Linked DNA regions of Zea mays: region 2 is linked to region 1. The links are chromatin contacts, called in public Hi-C maps. All regions are on one chromosome and are shown on one strand. Each heading gives the region's core, a stretch centred on a gene start, on an enhancer-like site or on the middle of the called end of the contact. The rest is flanking DNA. Distances are from core to core; before and after follow the strand shown.

Region 1 (5,010 bases), core at 1,412-3,911:
ACAATTGAACTTTTCTAGAAGGATGTACCTATAATGCACAACCATATATCTTGTAGACAAAAAATAAATGATTAGGATATAAATAATATTATAACTATTGTTGGCAATCTGTGTTACCGGCAACCTCTACCATACCGCCCACCGTATGCATGATCCTTCACAACGCTCTCCAATCCACTAATAAAGGAGGTCATACGCTCGCTAGTATCCACCACACCTGTAGATCTTGCATAACTCTAGTGGCAAACCGTCGCTAGCCTCTTTTTTTGACATCAATACAAACTACTTCAAATCTCACACCCTCACACTTCTTCAACTATCGGGAACCAGCCTCCCTTAAAACCACTCTATATATGTGTGGGTCGTAACCATGAGAATCGTAGCCCCGACACGCTTAAGGTTGATGGTTTAGATATGGAGTGCACGGATCGAACGTGGGGGTTATTGGGGGTGGAGTGGGTTAGGAAAACGTGTTACAAGCTGTTATTGATAGAAAGCGAATATAAGGTTGAGCCCGCGCCGTAGGATTTGTTTTGTTCCTATCCGGCGCCGCAAAAGTATGCAGGCGTGATGACAACTATCACATACATATTTGGTAAGTAGCCTTAACAAAAAAGATTACAATTTAAATACATACAATTTAAAGTTTAATTTCGCAATCAAGTTCATAAAATTTAACAACATACTATCATTCACACAAGTATAATATATATAGGTTCACGATAATATACTGTACCGAACTTCAATCTGCTTTTTACAAATTACAACACAACATCAGCACGACCAAGCAGATGTAAATCCAGGTATGGGTACCATCATGCCCCGGATTACTAAGACCAAACGACACACACATATACCACACATGCAATGATACAATGCATGTATATACTAGCACATGCATGCACACATATCTTACCGACTAGTTATTGCAGAAATATAGGAACCATGCAAATTTTCACAAAATGCAATGCAGATATAGTAGATATAACATGCATATTCATGCATTTGTCTCCAAACTCCATATCCACTTTTTCAGTACTTGTACTTCCATATGCCATCCATCTCTATGGTGGTGGTCGCGGACCCTGGGCCGGTCACAGACATCATCGACGAGATCTCGGCGGCATTAGCCTGTTCGTCCTTCTGTGACACCATCGAGGACGGCCTACTCTCCGGCGCTGCAACGTCGAAGCCGCCAGCGCCAGCGCCAGCTGCTCCCATGTCCATCTGGCCAGCCGCTGCCCCCATGTCCACCTGGCCAGCTGCTGCCCCCATGCCCATCTGGTGGTGGTAGAAGTTCATCGGCAGCGGCGCGGGCACCGGATTGCCGAACAGAGCGCCGTTGATCTGGAGCCCGCCGGCGCCACCCATACCTGCCAATGCCATAGGCGGCATCATCCCCGCGCCGGCATTCGGGTTGGGGTAGTAGGGGGCCACCGGGTCCATGGCAAAATCTGGCAGGATGGGAAATTGCATCTGCATGGGCACGGGCAGTGGCAGCTGCAGCGGCATGGGGATGGGGATGGCCGGAATGTTGTTCTGATTCTGATCCATCTCAGGACCGGCCATGGCCACCTGGTATGCCGGCGCAGCCGTCTTCTTGATCCCGGTGGTCTTGTTGAACACACGACAGACCACCCACTCATCCTGCGCGGATTTCATTTGTAAGCCGTGACCGTGGGCGGGCAAGCAAACAAAGAAAGTAGTATGTGGATGCATGCATCATGGTTGCTTGCTGATGATGATATATATTACTTACTGGTACCACGCACCTTGCAAGCCGAAGCTGAAGCTTTCATCATGGCCGCAGCGATGTTGGTGGCTGAGCCGGATGCGGATGCAGGACTAGCAGGGAGCCTACCGCTGCCTTCGAGCCTGTACTCGTGCATCACCCAGTTGGTTTTGTCACCCCTGGGAGCCCTGCCTTTGTAGAACACGAGCGTCTTCTTCATGCCGACCAGCAGCAGCCCTTCCGCTGCAAAGGGGTTGTAGACCTCCTTGTCCTTGCCGGTCGCCTTCCAATAACCCGCCTCAGTGGCCCGGTTCGCCCTCAGCCCCGTCGGGTACTTGCGGTCCTTCTGGTAGAAGAAGTACCACTCCTTCTCGCCCATCTTTGCAACTTCTGCGGCATGCATGCGATCGAAACAAGCACCGTGTATCAGTCAGTCCACACATAGCTCGATGACTAGCATGTCTAGTCTAGCACTAGCAGCAGCATCCGCTAGCTGCATGCACAGATAGATCGATCGATCGAGGTCGCTCGTTAGTTACATACTCGGGAGGTCCCATGGCTCGGTCTTGTTTAGGTCGGCGTCCGCGATGGCGATGCAGCTGTAGTCCCTGTCGTGCACCTTCTTCGTGAGGTAGTCGTTGATAATCTCAAAGTCGCTCGGGTGGAAGCGGAACCCTGGAGGCAGTTCGAGGCCACCGGTACGGTCAACGTCCATCTCCTGCGGCTGCTGCTGTGGCTGCTGCTGGTCCGCCATGGCTCCTGCTCCTTCACTGAGATCAGATCGATGAAGCACTAACAACAACCATTTATATCAAGGAACAATTCGTAGACGACAGTATAAAAATCGAAACTTTCATACATGCACAAACGCTTCGTTCTCGGCCTGCCGGCGGCCGCCGGTCAGTCTAGCTAGGTCTCTCACTCGCTCGCTCGCTCACCAGAACGACGGATGATGCAGAGCTAGCGAGTTGTGTTCTGGTAGTGCAGTGAGCCACAGGCACGCTGCAGCGCGCGCGTTAAATAGGCAGGAAGCGTGCTCGCGCAAGGCGCTTTCCGCTGAAGCCTCCTGCTCCTGCCTCTATACCCGGCGGCCCTCTTTTTCGGTGCTGTCTGTTTCTACTGGCCATTGGACGCTTGTTCTTTCCAACTGTGCCACGCTTGTCGTCGCGCAGGCCGGGCTCACTTTCGCGCCGGGGCCTCGGCTGGTGCTGGCGACAGGTGCCGAATGGAGGCCGGGTTCTGGAATGTCTCTACCTCCGGTTTGCCTCTGCCCGGCCAGCCCTGGCATGCGATTCCTGTGGACGTATGCGTGAGTCCGCCCGCGCGCCGCTCATGTCTGCTCAGGCCGTCGATCGCCGGCTGCATGAACAAGAGGGCTGCGCGGCTGGTGGCCGCCCACGTCGACATGCGCATGCGCGCGCGGCTGACGGCCGGCCGCTAGCTACAAGGGGCCGCCTTCGCGATAGAAAGCTGCTGTAGATGTAGGCATCCATCTGGGACAAGCAGTCCAGTGATAGATGTGGGTCGTCGTGATCTGGTTGCTGATCATTATTGCGGCGCCGGAGCGTCGTGTTCTTCACTACTCTCGGTCAGTTTTAGGTGCATGGGAGAAACGCGTGCGTGCATGCGCGCGGGCCGTTGTGCCGATGCGGTGTGCTGTCCGGCTGTCCCTGGCTGCGTATGCATGTAGACACCCGATGTATCTATCATCTATCTGCTGGACGATATATAGCCTGTTTGTGCCTGTTGTCACACACACACACACAAACCGTGCATAGATAACACAGATTACATGGTGACCAATGCAAGTGACAAGTGTGCGTCGGTCCAAGCGCGCCTAGCCAGCCCTGGAAACCATGGTCAGTTCGCGTGTTACTGTGCCACCCAAACCAAGGGACAGGACAGGCGGCGACGACGACCGCTTGATTTATGCATGCATGGAATGAAGGGGGTATTTTCCTTTTCAGTTCCTTGCTTTCAAAGGAATTAAGTCAGGAAACCTACGCGCGCGTTCTGATCCAGCGTACCGATCCATCACACATTCTGCGCGTGCATGGAGTGCATGGCTAGAGTCCATGCCTATGTGTGCCGTCCAGGCTTGGTGAAATGGCGTGGCATGTGTGCTGGCGCTTTCCGTAGAAAAGTGGCGGCGACGTGGGCTTGTCCATGCATGGGTACGGCGTGTGCCATACTGCCATCCCATCTCATCAAGGGCCAGGTGTGGTATACGTGAATGTACATGCTTATCGATTGAATGGAGCTAATCCTCTGCGGTCATGTTTTGGGCGTGCCCTAGCTAACCGAAATGAATCGACCCAAGCATATCTATCATTTCACCGGTTGACCCTACAAGCCAGCGCAACCGCAATGGTATCAGCAGCCCCCGGTCCTATGATTTTGAGGACCCCAGGTGAACTAGGGCCTCTAGACTATATAAAAAAATTCTATCATATGCGGCGGAACAGGTTAGCATTTCATAGGTAAATGATGATGTGCATTGAAATTAGTTTTTAAAATATCTAAGACGCTAGATAATATACATTGGTGCATATTAGCTCTTTGCAGGTTAAGAAATAAGAACGATGGTCACAGGATAACCTGAATCCTTATTGCGCGAGCGTGCGTGCCTAGAGGCTAGCGCCCAGTGCCCTGGAATCCTGGAGGGTTGGATCAGTGAAATGACAAATGACGATCGCGTGGAGGGTGTGGTCGCACAGACGCGCGACAATGTGAGCGTGACGACTGGGCAATGGGCAACGCGTACCGCGTGGTTCGTGTGCGTCGGACGTCCGTGTGCCCAGCCCTACCGGCCTGTTAGCTATCTATACTATTTTACCACTTGGATATAGCCCATGCTAACGCTATGTTCCTGGGAAGGGGAGCAGAGGGGTGGATGACGACGGTGGTGGCAGGAGGGGAGGGGTTGCGAGGAGGGGAGGCATGAAGGATAATCCAAATAATATTCAACGATCTAAACCGTTGATTTTTATGTTGTGTTAAGTATGAGTGCAATTTGTTTGGTGGATTTATTAAAGATTATAATACACAGAAAATTTCGACAGCATAACCTCGCTGTCGCTAAACAGTATATTACTTATATATAATACAAAGAATGATATACTATTAATCAAATCAGACTAAGTACCACATACCACTAATATGGCAACTATACGACATACCAATATAATGTACTTATAAAACTAATAATATAATAGTACCACATATTAATATGAAATTAATGCCAAAAATACAATATGCCCCTAATTACTGAACTACAT
Region 2 (5,315 bases), core at 1,012-3,511, 220 kb after region 1:
GCTCAATATACAGTTAAAATATCAATGTAACATCTGCAGAATTCATTTTATTTGCTCCCTTAGACCATAATGCACACTTTTGGCGTCCAGACTAACACACTCCTATATACAGAGGGGGTAGCAAAAGAAACATATGTGGTAGAAATATCTTTGTGTGTTAAATCAACAGCACATATCTTTTGTTTTTCTAATCCTGGTATGACTCATCATTAGGGGGTGCAAATGGTACGGATGTTTTCTGGCCATATCCAAGCTCGAATTCGTTTAGAGTTAAAAATCCATCCGTATCTGAGTCGGATAAACTATATCCAAAACCGTATCCGCATCCGAATACTGAAATCATATCCATATTCTAATCCAAGAAACAATATAGCTATCCATGTTCATATCCGTAGGTATCCAACCATTTGCACCCTAGTAATCATAGTATTTTCTTAGTTTGCTGATGAAGTGAATAAAAACATTTGAGGGAAATAGTTAAGAGCCAACAGACATACCAGCAGTCCCCAAGCATTCCTAACACAGCTCCAAGCTGTGAACATAGGTCTAAGTTATCTTCTGAAGATTTTAACTCCTCCCTGATGTCGTCTGCACACATAGTGAGCCTTGACTTTGCACTTTCAATGTTTCGGGCACGAAAAGCCTAGAGCCAAACAGTTAAGGCCTTGTTGTAAGTTGTAACACCAATATTGTAAATAAATCCATGAATAATAGACAATGATTAGTTATTAAAATTTATCAGGTTCAAGAATCTATTTCAACATAAGAGGCTAAAGCAGTTAACTTAATTACTGACCCTCATAGCTTGCTGCACCAGAAAAGCCCCTCTCTCCATGGAAACATCCTCATATATGACTTTGTTCTTGCCATCTGCTGCTTCCACATCCCCTGCAGCATGTGATCGCTTGATTCTGGCATGACCATCAATGAAGCGGTCAACAAGAGCTTGAAGTTCCGCATCAGGCTCAATACCCTCTATATCAGCACCACATAGTGGGCAGTCTTTAAAGCGTGATATACATGCCCTGCCAAGGAAATCCAGTAAGAACCTATTGAAGCAACGAATGAAACACAAAATGCAATTGAGCTGGATGTGAGGCACGAAACACACTTGCAAAATTTATGGGCACACGGCTTGCATTTGCTACTTTCATGGAGTAGTGCCTGGCAGACAATGCAGCTAAGCGGACCCAGCTTGAAAGTGTTGGAGTCATAGCCGAATGGGCATTTTGCTGGTACGACACGAGGATCGGTGCCCTTTTCTTCACCATGATCACCACTTTCCTTGAGCTTGCTACCATGATCCTTGCCAGTGACAGGGCATACACCACTGATGCTCTTGTCAGATTTTGCAGGGCACACCCCAGTGTTGCTCTTATCAGATTTCACAGGGCATACACCACCACCAGTGGTGGCTCCCGCGAAAGGGCAGATCGAGCTCATGATTATTCACTCGTCCTTCCCTGCACAAAATGAGATAAGAGACATGAAGTTGCAGACCAAATTTATCATATGATAGCGCAACAGAAATCCTATATGTATGTGTGCATAAGTAGAGTCCAGGTATTGGTGCAGAAGCGGATTGTGGGAATCAAATCCCTAGGGTTGGATCTCGAATTAACCACATCACCACATAGTGAGAGTGAGATTATCGATCTAGTCGGCCAGGAAGAGCAAACTACAAAAAAAATGTTGTTGGGCAAGCGAAGTCTCAGAGATCCAAATGATAGCATGAGCAATTCAATTCGATGGAATTGAGGAATACGAGGCGAGCAAGCATTGAGGCGTTCGGTTGCAATTGGGTTGGTTAGCGGCACAAAAGTGATGTGAGAGGGGCAAAGTTCAGTGCAATAGAGAGGAGTTTGAGCATTGGAACGCAAGTTTTTCTAAGGTAAGTTTTCAAAATTTGAGTCGTATGGACCAAGTTTCGGACAAACTAACTTCAATTCGATTCCAAACCAGGTGGGAGAGGGCGAGAATCACCCACCGCGGCTACTCGCCTTCCCCCAGCCGACGCCGAGAACAGGCCTGCCGTGCACCTCTGGACGCGAGCTCTGCCGACGCCTCCGGTCTTCCCCCACCAAGCCACCGCACTGGCACGCCGCTGCTGCCGGCGTCCTCTCGCACGGGGAGACGAGACACCGCGATGGCTCGGACGGCGATTTGCGTTGCGGGTGGATGTAAGGGCACCCGGTCCTAGGAGAGATTAGAGAGATGTGTCAGATTCCGCGGCGCGGGCGGGGCGGGGAGATCGACGACGACGCGACGGCGATGCGATATTCTGGTTGTTGTTGGTGGTTTGTCCCCTTTTCCTCTCTCTTTTTTTCTTTTTTTTCTTTTTTTTATTTTTTGAGGTGGACAAGGTTGAAGTAGTGCTGGGAATTGGGCCGTGCCGGGCCGGCCCGGCCCAAGCCCATCGTGCTTAGTGCCAAACGGGTTCGGGCCAAGAAAGCCCAAACAATTTTTGGGCCGTGCCGTGCCAGCCCGAAGTGTAAAAACAGTGGCCCAGCCCGGCCCTAAACCACGCCGTGCCTTCGTTGGGCCGTGCCGGCCCAAGCCCGGCCCGTATATTTGACCACATAAAATCAAAATATTATAACCATATAAAGTTCATATCTTACTAAATTAAAGATATTAAACAATTATAGCATCATTTAACCACATAAACTCTAAATATAACAACAATATAAAGTCAATATCTTACTAAATTAAAGAGATTAAACAGATTGGGCTTAATTGGGCCGTGCTGGCCCAAGCCCGGCCCATCTATGCGTGCCGTGCTGGGGGCCCGACGGGTCAGAATTTGAGGCCCGGCCCAGGCCCGCCTTCGGGCCGTACTAGCCCGGTCCATATTATTTCGTGTCGGGCCGTGCTTTGGGCTCTTATTTTCGGGTCGTGCTCGTGCTGGCCCGAAAAGCCCGGCCCAGATTCCCAGCACTAGGTTGAAGGTTGCTATTTTCGGGCAAAGGCGGCGGCGACGAGCTCCAGCACCACGAGTCGTGGGGGGAAGGCCTGGTAAGATGGCATCGAGGCTCGAACGGTTAGATGTGTGCCACGTGGATGATCCGGCGACCACGCTACGACCACCGTTAACGTGTACTCTGTTTTTCTCTCGCACGAAAAAAGAAAGAGAGGAACATGGGCTGGGCTGGGTCTGCCAGAGAACAAAGGTCGACCCAGCCCGCTTGGCGGGTGTGGGCTCCTCCGGTTTCCTGCTGCTCTCTGGGCCCAGCGGCAGACAGCGGGGACAGCAGGCTTGAATGCGCTGCCCGGTAGTCAAGGCGGGAGTGGGAGCGCTTCTGCCTTTGGTTTGGTGCGCCCTCATTTATGACGCGCGCAATCTTCACTGTCTTCAGTCATCGTCAGAATTTCCTTCTTTTTTTTTTCCTTCCCCAACTTCTCCCTGCGTCGGCCGAGGCTGCGGCGACTGACCACAGCTTTCGACCCTTTCCAGTGGAGGGAACGGGGTTAGCGAGCGGCCTCCGCTGCGACGGCAACGGCGTGGGAGGGCCATGGCGGCCCCCGCGCTCGCCTTCCCCATGTTGCTGGCTGCCTCACTGCTCTCCGTCGCCGCTCCTGCGCTGGCTCGAAGCCGTGAGTCACCCTCTCTCCCTGTCGCTCCGCCCCCTCCTTTCTCCCTTCTCCCTCCTCCTTGGAAGGCAACTAGATCCACCGCTTCTTATTTTAGCCACCAATTCTAAAACGAGCCGCGAACGTATTATTTTGTTTGCCGCCATGGCGTCATGTATGTGCCACGCTGTCCCTAAGCCACCCAAGAGACGAATTACCAAATTGATATGACTCCTTGTTCTAACCTCTTGTGCTGCATGCCTGCTGATTCTCGAACAATATGGAGGTGCAAACTGTCTTCTAGTTTTGGATGGGGATTTTGCCTTCACCACAAAGAGACACGAGGAAATGTAGACAACGACCATTTGTTACTTCACTTTCCTCTTTAGCTCTTCTTTACACTTTGATCTGGCCATGACTCTGCGATTTTCCGTCCACACCTAATATATTGTTTATGTTGGTTGTTGAAACACAACTTTCGGCTTCCCAATTCGTTATGCGGCCTGTGTGCATCATCATATGGCCCCTATCAGTAATTTTTTTTAGCTTTGACATCAACAACTTCGACTTTGTGCAGCATCTTGCCCTGATGGTTGGCAAGGCGGCCCTGTTCAGAACAGATGCTTCATGTACATATCAGCCTCCCTTTCTTGGGATAGATCCGAGGCTGTCTGCCATAACTACAGCGGGCATCTTGCTGCAGTATCATCAGTCCAGGAGCTAAACTTCGTGAAGTCTCTCTGTGGATCATCATCCACAGGATGCTGGGTTGGAGGGCATCACTACAGCACTAGTACCGGTAACGGTTGGAAATGGTCTGATGATTCCTCTGTTTGGAATGAAACTGTCTTCCTTGGTGAGCCATTGCCTGCCAACTGCAGTGATCCTGCATGTAAAGTAGCCACCAGCAACGATTTCTGTACTTTGGTCACCAATGGTCAGCCTTCAACTATTACTGAAAAAAGGTGCAGTGAGTCCCATGGTCTGATCTGCAGGATGAACCACGGTGAGTCTGTAATTTATCAAGGCTTACCCGTTTCGCTAGAAATGGTAGTTTGCTTTTCATGAAATTCAGATATATTTGTGCTAAACAGTTTAGTTTTGTCATCAGTGGACAGATGCTACCATGATCATTGCCACAAGGAGTATTTCATATCCATTATTGCTGTGAGTGGTTTCATCCTGGCAACCACTCTAGCCGTTGTGGTTTGGCTGCTTGTCTACAGGCGAAGCAAGAAAAGAAGAAGATCGCGAGAAGTGTTAAGTGCCTCAGCTGCTGCATTGGTAGCACCGCAATGGAAAGTATTCACCAGTGAAGAACTTAGATCGATCACAAAGAACTTCAGCGAGGGTAACCGGCTTCCCGGCAACGCAAAGACAGGCGGAACCTATAGTGGAATCTTACCGGATGGATCCAAAGTAGCAATCAAGAGGCTTAAGAGGTCGAGCCTGCAAAGGAAAAAGGACTTCTACTCTGAGATCCGGAGAGTTGCAAAGCTATATCACCCTAATTTGGTTGCTGTAAAAGGATGCTGCTATGATCATGGTGACCGGTTTATTGTCTATGAGTTTGTCGCGAATGGTCCTTTGGATGTGTGGCTGCATCATATTCCCAGAGGAGGGCGGAGCCTTGATTGGGCAATGAGAATGAGAGCTGCCACAACTCTTGCTCAGGGAATTGCGTAAGTCATCCTTCCCACGAAATACTTTGCTCTTACTGTGAATTCTCCTAGGTTGTTTCCCTC

The links. A called contact is a pair of places that touch in the nucleus more often than the background predicts.
Region 2: a contact with region 1 is called in a Hi-C map of endosperm, with 4 times the contacts expected there. The contact joins the promoter of LOC100272990 here to the promoter of LOC542131 in region 1. A contact is called at or near these places in 2 of 25 Hi-C or Micro-C datasets (ear and endosperm).

The regions. Positions count from the first base shown.
Region 1 is chr3:31,902,585-31,907,594 of Zm-B73-REFERENCE-NAM-5.0, forward strand. LOC542131 (NAM-related protein 1) reads right to left here and starts at 2,662. Exons shown (of 4, transcript NM_001111762.1): 1 at 2,592-2,662; 2 at 2,276-2,502; 3 at 1,773-2,122; 4 at 711-1,647. The coding sequence starts at 2,486. The coding sequence ends at 1,033.
Region 2 is chr3:32,126,202-32,131,516 of Zm-B73-REFERENCE-NAM-5.0, forward strand. LOC100272990 reads right to left here and starts at 2,262. Exons shown (of 8, transcript NM_001147441.1): 1 at 1,988-2,262; 2 at 1,112-1,463; 3 at 797-1,025; 4 at 498-643. The coding sequence starts at 1,443. LOC100384527 (C-type lectin receptor-like tyrosine-protein kinase) reads left to right here and starts at 3,387. Exons shown (of 4, transcript NM_001322116.1): 1 at 3,387-3,594; 2 at 4,148-4,576; 3 at 4,682-5,252. The coding sequence starts at 3,513.